Regions from separate parts of the Canis lupus genome. Here region 2 is linked to region 1. A link is a contact called in public Hi-C data. All regions are on one chromosome and are shown on one strand. Each heading gives the region's core, a stretch centred on a gene start, on an enhancer-like site or on the middle of the called end of the contact. The rest is flanking DNA. Distances are from core to core; before and after follow the strand shown. Region 1 overlaps PIK3C2B (phosphatidylinositol 4-phosphate 3-kinase C2 domain-containing subunit beta). Region 2 holds the start of MDM4 (protein Mdm4).

Region 1 (5,114 bases), core at 1,485-3,984:
CCCAGGGCTTCTGGCAGACGCCTCTGCTTATTGGCCTCTGAAGAGCTCCCAGGCAGGGGGATGGGCAGAGCATAGAGAGTGGCACACAGCAGGGTCTCCCGAGGCAGCCGGTTCACCTGCACAGGGAAGCAGATCCTAGGGAGGAGAGGAAACCAAATCAGGAGGGGCCACTTTCGTGGCTTCAAGGGACAGGCGGCCCAGGAAGTTAAGTGGAGGCTGAGAACGCGGCCTGCCTCTTGGGATATCAGATGTGCTCCCTGGGGAAGCCTTGAACCAGGACAGGTCCCAAACTGTAGGCGAAACCTCCCCCGATGCTCCCAGAAGTACATCATGCTGTTTTTGCAATTGCAGACTCTCAGTAGTGTGCGGCTAACATCCCGATTTTGAGGCCACCCCCAGTGACCGGACAGAACTTGGATAGCCAGAGCCATCCTGGAGTTGAGGTGACTGTAGTTCCCACAGTGAAGCCATATGCCCCTTGTCCCGGGGTTTCTGCAGAGGGTCACCAAGAAGCTGCCCCTCTGACAATCCTTCTGCACTGAACCACCCTCGTCCCTCCCCCACTTCCCATGCTGAAACAAAACAAGGAAGAAGCAGGGTGTCCTTTGCCCTCAGGTCACCCTCCTCCTGACAGTCCTCCCACCTGTCTGTCCTCTCCCATCCCCTTCTTCTCCCAGCCCTCAGGGCACAAGATGGTTTGTTCTCCCCACCACCACCTCACCCCTCCCCACAAAAAAAAAAAAGATTTTCAAAGCTAGAGGGATAAAGAGAAGGGGTTTCCCAAAGCCCCTGCAGGGAGAGAACACAAACTGGCCAGTGAAGCCTTGCCACTACCCAGTCCAGATGTGCTCTTCCGGGGCTCCTCCGCCCCAGGCGCACCCAGCCACTCCCTCCAAGTTCAGGATGAGGCACTGGGGTGGGGTGAGGGAGAGAGAGGAGGGGAGCTCTCAGGGAGGGAGGACCCACATTACCTTTTGGGGAAGCTGTCCCTGGGCCAAAGTCCACACTGTCACGCCCTCCTGGCCAGCCCAGGGCAGGTTCTACACCAGAAGGCACAGAGGCAGGGTGGCCACCCTCAAGGTGCTGAGTTGCCTGATTAAGCAGCCTCCCTACACTGCTGCCCCTCACTCCTGCAGCAAAATCTGCACCTAAGTGAGACTCCCTCCCTCCCACCCGCCAGAGACTGGCAGAGCCCTGCCGTCCCAGCTGCCTGTCCCCTGGGGGCCCATGGCTATAATTAGGGCCCCTGCAGAAGCCAGCAGACATGCCAGGCCCAGGCTTGGCTAGGTGGTGGAGCGAGGCTGCTGGGCCTATTTTGAGAGTTAGCTGATCCCTGTACTGAGGCGGCAGGACAGTCAGCTGATCCCACAGCAAAGTGGAGGGGGGCTGGAGCTGACCCCCATCCTGTCAGCCCAGAAGAGGCTTCCCACTGTGTATCTGGAGGCAGAGAGGAAACCACGACCCCTAGAACCAGCCAGAAACCCCTTCTCCTCAGTCCTCGAGTCCATCTAGCATTCCAAAGCCTCTTCCACGGATCATTGCCTGGGGTCAGTCAGGAAAACCATATGTTGGCTGCGGCCTGAACCTCCTCCCTGCCTGCGAAACCCCTCTTCTTCCCTCTGCAGCCATTCCTCAACATCACATGGCAAGGGCTGCCTCCTCCAGAAAGGACTCCTGGGATGTGCCGGTTCCAGTCCTGGTTTTGCCGCTCACAACCTCAGAACTACTCATGCCTCTGCACTGTTTCCTCATCAGTGGAGAGGGGAAAACAGCTTGTGTGATGTGTGTATACACTGTGTACCTTTTGCTGCGAAACACTGAGGGTTCTGCACCGGAACAGGGCTATGCAAATAGGATTTACATGTACAAATATGTCCATGTATCAGTCACTGCGTCAGTCACTTGGAACGGGGAAACCGGAACTGAGCAGGCTCCCCCAGCTAAAAAGATGACAAGAATGAAGAAGAAAGCATCTATCGTGTGCTAGGTACCGTGCAATGCCCTTTACCGGCAATGTCCCAGAAGTTCTCAAATAGCCCTGTAAGTTAGGCCCATCACTTCCCAAGGTTCCACCTATAGTAAGAAAGGGAGTGTGCCCAGGCCTGTGCTTTGAACCCTACAGGGTAGCATCTTCTCCCAGAAGCCTTGATCTTGACTATGAAGGCAGGGACCAGCCTTTAGGATTCGAGGCCAAACCTAAGACAGGGAGTGGAAGGAGACGCACAGGACAGGCAGGCTGAGGTAGACCAGGCCTACCAGGAATCTGATACTCCATGGCAAGAGGGTCTCGGGCTAATTTTGTGGGGTCTGCCTGGGGTGGGGCACTGTACGGCATGATCCCCTTGGCACCGGTAGTCACTGAAGCCAGAGGATCGGAAGGTGATGGTGAAATTCCAAAGCCATTTGAGGCAGCCATCCCTGCCTCCAAAGAGCCTCTCCTGCCCTGGCAGTTATTTGATTAGTTTTATTTACAGCTTTATTGCTCTATAACTTACATAAGTGTGAAGACAGAAGAAAGGGTCTGCCTCCCCAGCTGCCCCTCTGTAAATAACCCACCTCTCCTGTTGTTTGCACAGACTCTGCATTGGCCTATTTTGGCAATCTTGGCCTCCCCAAGCACCCTGTTCAGTCTCTCATCTGCACTCCAGATACTGAAGTTCCAGTTCTGCTCTGCAAATAAGGACTCAGATACAGTCAGTCTAGGGAAGTGAAGCTGGGGGCAGCCAACAAGGGGCTTTCTGACAGTCTGGAGGGAGGGCAGGGTGCAGCACAGAGAGGGCCCAGGGCGGGTGCACACCTGCAGTGCCACCACTTGGTTCACCTCCATTTCCCTCCTACTCTGCTTGGCTGATGCCTTTCTTCCCGGCAGCAACACTTGCTAATAAACGCTGATTAATACTACCTTGTGCTCGTGGTTTCATATTCATATTTATAATTTATCTCATTTCATTTTATCTCAGCCACAACTGCCTCTGAATTAAACAACTGTCCCCACTTTACAGTGTGAGGCACAGACAGGCCAAAGAGAACATGGGACTAGACACAGAGCTAGAAATAGAGGCTTCTTCCTGCAGCTCCCAGCCCATTATTCTTCTGTCTAGACAACCTGTTTTTTCCCTTCTAGAAGGAAGAAAGCACAGGCCCCTCTCCCTAGTCTATATGAAACTTTGGGAAGAAGGGAGAGGATGAGAATCCCTCAGACTAGTTAAACCTTTTAAGGAAGACAAGATCAAGACGATGGATTATTATGAAAGCTAACCACTAACTTTTTTTTTTTTTTATGATCTTTTATGTTTTACAGAGAATCTTTGTGGATTAGAAATGGTACTTGTCCCCATCTAAGGGTTAGGGAAGTGGAGACTCCAGGCGCTGAGGGCTCTTGTGGGGGTAGGGTTAGTGGTAGAGACTGGTTTAATGCAGATGTGGGTTCCTCCGTGGGGTCTGCAGGGGCCGGGGCCAGGGCTTGGGCGGGGGCGGGGGGCCTTACTGCTGGTCCCAGATGATGAGGTGGAAGAGGTACTTGGAAAAGTGAGCCCTTCGGGTGTACAGGGGGTTGCATAGTTCCTTTCCACCATGGCTGAGGGAGCAGGAGAGGTAGAAATCTTCATAGCTGCAACAGAAAGAGAGGAAGGACGCTCAGCTCCCAAGCCCCATCACAGTCACCCAGCGTGTGCCAAGCTCCATTTCTCCAGCTAAGACTCCTCCTTGGTCTCTGGGAGCTAGAGCATGGGGTCATGGGGCATTTGTGAATAGGAGCTCCAGGAGAAGCAATTGGATCTGGATCCCTCCGCCCAGCTTCAGGCTCTTCCTCCCTCTTGATTGGGGACCAGCCCACGCAGCCCAGCCGCCTTCTTACAGTTGGCGGTGGCAGCCCATGGGGGTGTCTGTGTGCGCATGCGCAGGTGACAAGGGGAGGGGGATGCAATCGACATATGCCGACGAGAATGCCAACACATGGGGGTCCCTGTGGCTGGTGACAGGTGCCTGACAGAAGAGGTCAGAGAAGGCCCTGGTTTCCCAGGCTGGCTCCTTTGTTCTCTGCCAATCTCCCAGAGGAATACATTAAGTGAGGAACAAAGAGAGAGGGGGAAGGGAGAGGGAGGGGGGTCTGGAAAGGGCGGGGGGGGGGGGGGGTGCGGGGGTGGGACCAACCCCCCCCCATGCCAAGGCACTAGGCAGAGGAGCTGAGGATTACCAAATGAAGGTCCCCCTTCACTCACCCCTGCAGGCCTAGGGAACACCCAACAAAGGGTCATCTCCCCCCTCCCCGCCCCCTCCCATTGTGCATCTGCAGGGTAGTGCAGTCATCGGCCTTGGGGCATGCACTGGATCTGGGAAGCTGCCATCTGTCGCAGTGTCTCCATCAGCGGGTCTGGGATGGGTGGGGGGCAGGGATGCCGATGCAACCAGCACTGAGAAGGCCCCGCAGGATCTGACTGCTGTGGCTGCCTCTCCATCTCCCAGGGGACCTTCTGGCTCTCCTTGGGATGTCCCTGCCTGCAATCCCCCTCAGGCACTCGGCTCATCCGGTTCAGCTAAGGTGCACTGCAATGCCACAGACCACCATCAACTCAAGACAGGGGGTTGCACCCAGACAGGGAGAAGCCATCTGAGAGTCAAACTCAGCTCGCTCCCTACAGGACAATCAGCCCTGGGCTCACCTGGTAGCCCAGGTAATGGGGATGCGGTGGGTGGCATAGACAGTGAAGGCCAAGGGCCCGGAGAAATGGCAGGCCTCCTGGACCAGATCGTGCTTGCGGCTCCCGTGCACAGCCGTCTGGAAGTCCGCATCAAATGTGCTGCAGTATAGCTCCACCAGATCCAAGATGGAAGCTGTCAGAGCTTCCACAACCTTCTCTGTGAAAGGAAGAGGTCACAAGGAAAGGTCACAAGGTCTCAGCAAGTGCCATCCTGTTGCCATGGCATTGGCTAGGATGGTACACACCGGGACAGTAGTCCCCAAATGCCAGTTGGTTTCCAATAGCCATGACAAAGTTCACCCATCTGTAGTGAAATGAGGGGAAAAAAAAGGCAGGATTGTATCATGACCTGCTCATAAGATGATGCTCAACTTTAAACATTCTCCTTATTTTTACTTATTGCTACTTATTTTG
Region 2 (5,114 bases), core at 1,228-3,727, 54 kb after region 1:
AACCACTTCGGAGAGCACTGTACTATGATCTGGTAGTGCTGATAATGTGTTTGTGACACAGTGATTCTACTCCCTAGAATGCACAACTACAAGAAATGTCCATGGCAGCATTGTTTGTAACAGCAAACAACTGGAAACACCTATTCATGAATGGAGGCGATGAATAAAAATTGTGATGCAGTCATTACTATTATGGGGTGGATTGTGTCCCCCCTACCTCCAGATTACTAAATTGAAGTCCTAACCCCAAGCATCTTAGAATGAGACTCCATTTGGAGGCAAGCCTTTCTTTTATAGGAGTGATTAAGATAAAATGAAGTCATATGGGTGGGCCCTAATCCATTATGGCCGGTGTCCTTATAAGAAGAGGTTAGGACGCTGACAATTTACAGACCAAGGAGTGAAGACAAAATAAGAAGGCAGCCATGTGCAAGCGAAGGAGATGTATCAGAGGAAACCAAATTTGCCACACCTTGATCTTGTACTTTTAACACCCAGAACTGTGAGAAAACACATTTCTATTAAGTCACCCAGTCTATGGTATTTTGTGATGGTAGCCCTAGAAAAGGACAGTTGCTATATAACAATTAATTATACAATTCAGTCTATTACTATACAGCATTACTAACAATATTGAAAATTAATTATGCAGGATTTAACATTGCGGAATTTCACCATGATCAGCAAAAAATGCAAGTTGCAGTAGAATACATACAGTTTGGTGCCATTTATAAAAATTTTTAGATATTTTTAAGGAATATATACATATATAAATCCTAAAAAATCTAAAGAAGCGCATGGCCGGGGTAAATACCAAATTCAGGATAGTTTCCTTTGGAGTTGAAGGAACTAGATGTCATAGGAGAAGGGCCTATTGGAAACTTTTTCGTAATAAGTAAAGTATATCGTTCTTTAGAGGAGAGTGGTGAGGAAAAGATTATATTCTTCTTTATACCCTTTTGTATATGTGAAGTAGTTCATTATAATTTTTAAAGAAAGGCTAAGATCAGTAACACTGACTTCTAGTTCCTTTAGAACTCTGAGGGGCTCGAGAAAAAATCTGATTTAGCCCTTTTATTTACAGACTGGGGAAACTGAAGAACTGCATAGCTTTCTGGTTTCTAGAAATAACTAGGCTAAACTCAGATTTCCTGTCTCTTTATTAAATAAATGGTTTTTGAATACAGTTCTTCGAGAAGGAAGTGGTGATCACTGAGTCAGTTATGAGCTTGTTAAGCTGATTTCATTTTCTTCCCTCATCCAGGTCACTTGATAAGGAGAAGAAATGCTCAAGTCACAGTTTATTTTCATTAGAGCGAGTCACTTGGTGAAGTTTTGTGAACTCCTTGGGAAAGGAGAGCGAATGTTGCCAGGTATTGACTATCATTAGGTGGTATAATTAGTGGCTTAAGAACAACATTGGAAGATGAGTTATTCATCACGAGTCAGTGTCAACCATGAGGGGGAAAAGCTCTATTTTAAACCACGTGACTTTTGATAAAGACAAGTTAAATATGTTGATTTCAAAGGGCAAAAAGTAAAAAAAAAAAAAAAAAAAAAAAGGGGCTGACCTCCTGACCTTCCAGGCAAAGTTCACTGCACTTACCACATTCTTTTTATCTGGACTGATTCTTCCACTAGACAGATTCCAGGGGGTTATTTGCTTTGGAATCTTCTAGGTTTGGTGCTTGGCACACAGTAGGTTTTCAACAAGTGTTTGTTGGCCTTAAACACAAGGAGTTGCCGGACAGGATCATAATTCCAAGAGTCCAGGAGACAGGAGAAGAGACTCAAGCTAACTGGATACTATTTTAAAAGATACAAATTATTGCTTGGGAATTAAAACAACAACAACAACAACAAAAAACACTTAATATTAATTGCACGAAAAAGAGAGAAGCAGTCGAGAGTGGCTCAGCTCAGCAAAAAAAAAAAAAAAAGCCCCTCCCCCCCCCTCTATTTTTTTGAGACAGGTGGTTGCTGACTTCAAGCTCTTTGGGAGCAACTGTGGAAAGGGCATTAGTCCTTCAGTTCATTTGCAAGAAGCTTAGGTCTCCGAGCTACGCGGAAGACGATGCCAGAAGCAGAGCAAGGGCAAGGCGCAGGGTGCAGAGTCGGGGAGGTCATCGCCCCCTTTTCCTTGGCGCGGGCCCGTGCCCAGTCCGGGGGCCGCATCTTAAACGGGACAAACAAGTACTTGTTCAGACCGCGGCGACCTCTGGTTCTTCGCACCGCTTTCAGCATTTATCACGTGCCTCGCTACTCGCGTCCAGTCCGGTCCCGGCGAGCTGTTCGCCCCCGCAAGCCACCGCCTCCGGGGAGCGCAGGACGCCAGCTCCGAGGCGCAGACGGGAAGCGACTCTCTCCCCGGCTTGGGCTCCCCTCTATGGTAGGGGCAGGTCAGTCTCTCCTACCTCTCTAGCCCTCCAGTGGAGCCTCTATGGTTCCCGGAGGCCCCCTCACCGGAAGCCCGTGGGAGGGGACGGCTTCCGCAGACCGGAAGTTGCGCCCTCACTGCTCGCCGTTTCAAAATGTCGCGGAGGCCTCGGGGCCTGTGACTGGCGCCCCCTCCCCCCGCCCCGGGCTCGGCGGGGGAGCGACTCATGGAGCGGCCGTGAGGTGTGGCTCTAGGGTCTCGGCGGCCGCGGGGGGGGGGGAGGGGGGGGGGGAGGGGAGCGGGCGGGGCGGGGGAGCCGGGGGTGGAGGGTTGTGCGGTGGGGCCCCGCGGAAGGTAAAAATGGAGGTGGAGTCCCGCCGCCGGGTACAGCCCAGGGTCGAGATGGTCGGCGGCGGATGCTTAGCGGGACGCAGCGTGGGGGGCGGAGGCACAGGGCCGGCCCCGAGGCGAGAAGCGGCTGCAGACTGCGGGGCCGCGCGCCGTCGCGGCGGGGGCGCTTGAGAGCTTGAGTGATGGGGCCTGTTTGGGGCCACACCCAGGCCCGCCCAGCAGGACCTCCGCGGACGGGGCTCGGGCGTCTGTGCCTCCAGCCGCGCACCTTCCCGCTGGTTCTTGTGCGCCCTGAATTCCGAGACCCCCGCCCCGTTAAAGCGGCACCCGTAGACCCTGCTGCTGCCCCCTCCGCGCCGTCGGGAAGGCGCTGGTGCCGGCCGGGCAGCTCCGAGCGCGTGCATCCTCGGTGCCAAGTGTCCCGCATCGCCGCCGCTTAGGTTTTGGCTCCTCCCTCCTCCCTCCCTCCCTGACAACGGAGAAGGTAACTTAGAAGTATTTATGTCACAGTATTTTCGTTTCTCACCGTGCGGGGCAGGATCACACATTTTTGTGGTTTATTAAAAAAAAAAAAAGAAGAAGCAGGCGTGTATCTCAAGTGAGAAAACGCACGTGGTCCAGAAGCGTGTAAAGTTTGGCTGGCTCTTGGCCAACTCTAGCCGGTTCTCTTCTCAGGCTGGCTGTCCATGATGGCTTCATAACATCCTTCCTGACTTTTCCCCTACGGTTCTCATGTTTTTATTTTTACTTTTTTTTTTTTTTAATTTGTTACTTTTTTAAAGACATTTATTTATTCACGAGAGGCAGAGAGGCGGAGATATAGGCAGCGGGAGAAGCGGGCTCCCGGCGGGGAGCCTGATGTGGGACTGGATCCCTGAACCTGGAATCACCCCCCCCAACGGAAGGCAGCGGCCCAACCGCTGAGCCACCCAGGCGTCCCGGTCGGTAGTCATATTTTTAGATGTACATTTTTAAAAATTTTTGTTTATTTATTTATTCACGACACAGAGAGAGAGGCAGAGACACAGGCAGAAGGAGAAGCAGGCTCCATGCAGGGAGCCCAACGTGGGACTCGATCCCGAGACTCCAGGATCACACCCCGGGCCGAAGGCAGGCGCTAATCCGCCGAGCCGCCCAGGGATCCCCCAGTACTCATATTTTTAAACAGTAAGATCATTTTGTATGCATTGCGATGCGCCTTAAGTTTTTCAGATAGTATCAGGGACTTTCCATCAAATAGACATATAATACTTTCGTTTAAACACTTGCCACGGTACTGTTTTAGAGGGTTGTACAACAGTTTCGCCAGCCAGTTCCCTACTGATGGGAGTTTTAGGTTGTTCCTGGCGTAATGTTCTGCACACTGTGCTGGAGTATGCTCTTGCTGCATACACATTTTACCTTGTATATGTGTAGCTGACTTGGTAAGAACTAAAACAACGTCTGAATAGTACAGTAGTTTTATTTTTTTAAAGTTGTTTTTATTGCCCTCAGGTATATAGTTGAAAGAATCAGACAGTAGTGTTTAGTAGAGGTCCTTAGGGCTTTAAAGAATTAAGAATGATTTTTAAAAAATTTTTATTTATTTATGATAGTCACACACACACACACACACACACACACAGAGAAGCAGAGACATAGGCAGAGGGAGAAGCAGGCTCCATGCACCGGGAGCCCGACGTGGGATTCGATCCCGGGTCTCCAGGATCATGCCCTGGGCCAAAGGCAGGCGCCAAACCGCTGCGCCACCCAGGGATCCCAGAATTAAGAGTGATTAATTCTGCTACCTTCTGACAAGTTTTTGATTTGTCTTAAAATCACACTTGTTTTCAAAGGTAGAAATTTGGAGATGAAGCATAGGAGTCTTTTGGACTAAATGATGGTAAAACCAGTCTTCCATTATCACTGAGAGACGAATAAACTGTTGTCTGATTTCAGTCCAGTAGAGGACACAGAAGCACAAATATAATGTGGTAAGTGGTAATAGAGGGGCTCTAGTGTCATCAGCTTCCCTGGGAGTGTCAGCCTTGAACAAGGAAGTGACTTTTGACCTAGGTAGAAGAATAAGAATTTTCAATAATAGAGAGTAGGTCACAGAAGAGGAGAAAGGACAGGTGTCTGATATTATCTGAGTCCATTGGCAGTGGATTTCAAACTTTTTAAACCATGACTCCCAGTAAAAATAAGTTTTATATTGTGACCTAGACACATAGGAGGGGGGATGGTTAAGAACTCTGGTTCTGCAGCCAGGGTTCTTGGACTCTAAGACCATGATTTTGAGGAAATTATCTTCCTCTCTACCTCAGTTTCCCCCTTGAAAATGAGGACAATGATATATCTACCTAATAGGATTTTTATAAAGATTAAATGAGTCATTGCAAAAAAG

Evidence for each region. Hi-C and Micro-C count contacts between places; a contact is called where the count stands out from the background.
Region 2: a Hi-C map of blood shows a contact between it and region 1, with 1.9 times the contacts expected there. The contact joins the promoter of MDM4 here to the enhancer-like site in region 1. A contact is called at or near these places in 3 of 9 Hi-C or Micro-C datasets (amygdala and blood).

The regions. Positions count from the first base shown.
Region 1 is chr38:1,583,262-1,588,375 of UU_Cfam_GSD_1.0, forward strand. It overlaps PIK3C2B (phosphatidylinositol 4-phosphate 3-kinase C2 domain-containing subunit beta), which reads right to left. Exons shown (of 33, transcript XM_038585983.1): 11 at 4,662-4,857; 12 at 3,488-3,610; 13 at 1-135. Among named protein-coding and RNA genes, the nearest start is that of PPP1R15B, 37 kb to the left of the region's middle. Within about 2 kb of position 2,735, at least 5 of the 20 cell types and tissues checked have an H3K27ac peak or open chromatin away from gene starts, as enhancers often do. A contact at or near this core is called in blood, where this site is marked.
Region 2 is chr38:1,637,052-1,642,165 of UU_Cfam_GSD_1.0, forward strand. MDM4 (protein Mdm4) reads left to right here and starts at 2,478. Exons shown (of 12, transcript XM_038585992.1): 1 at 2,478-2,619.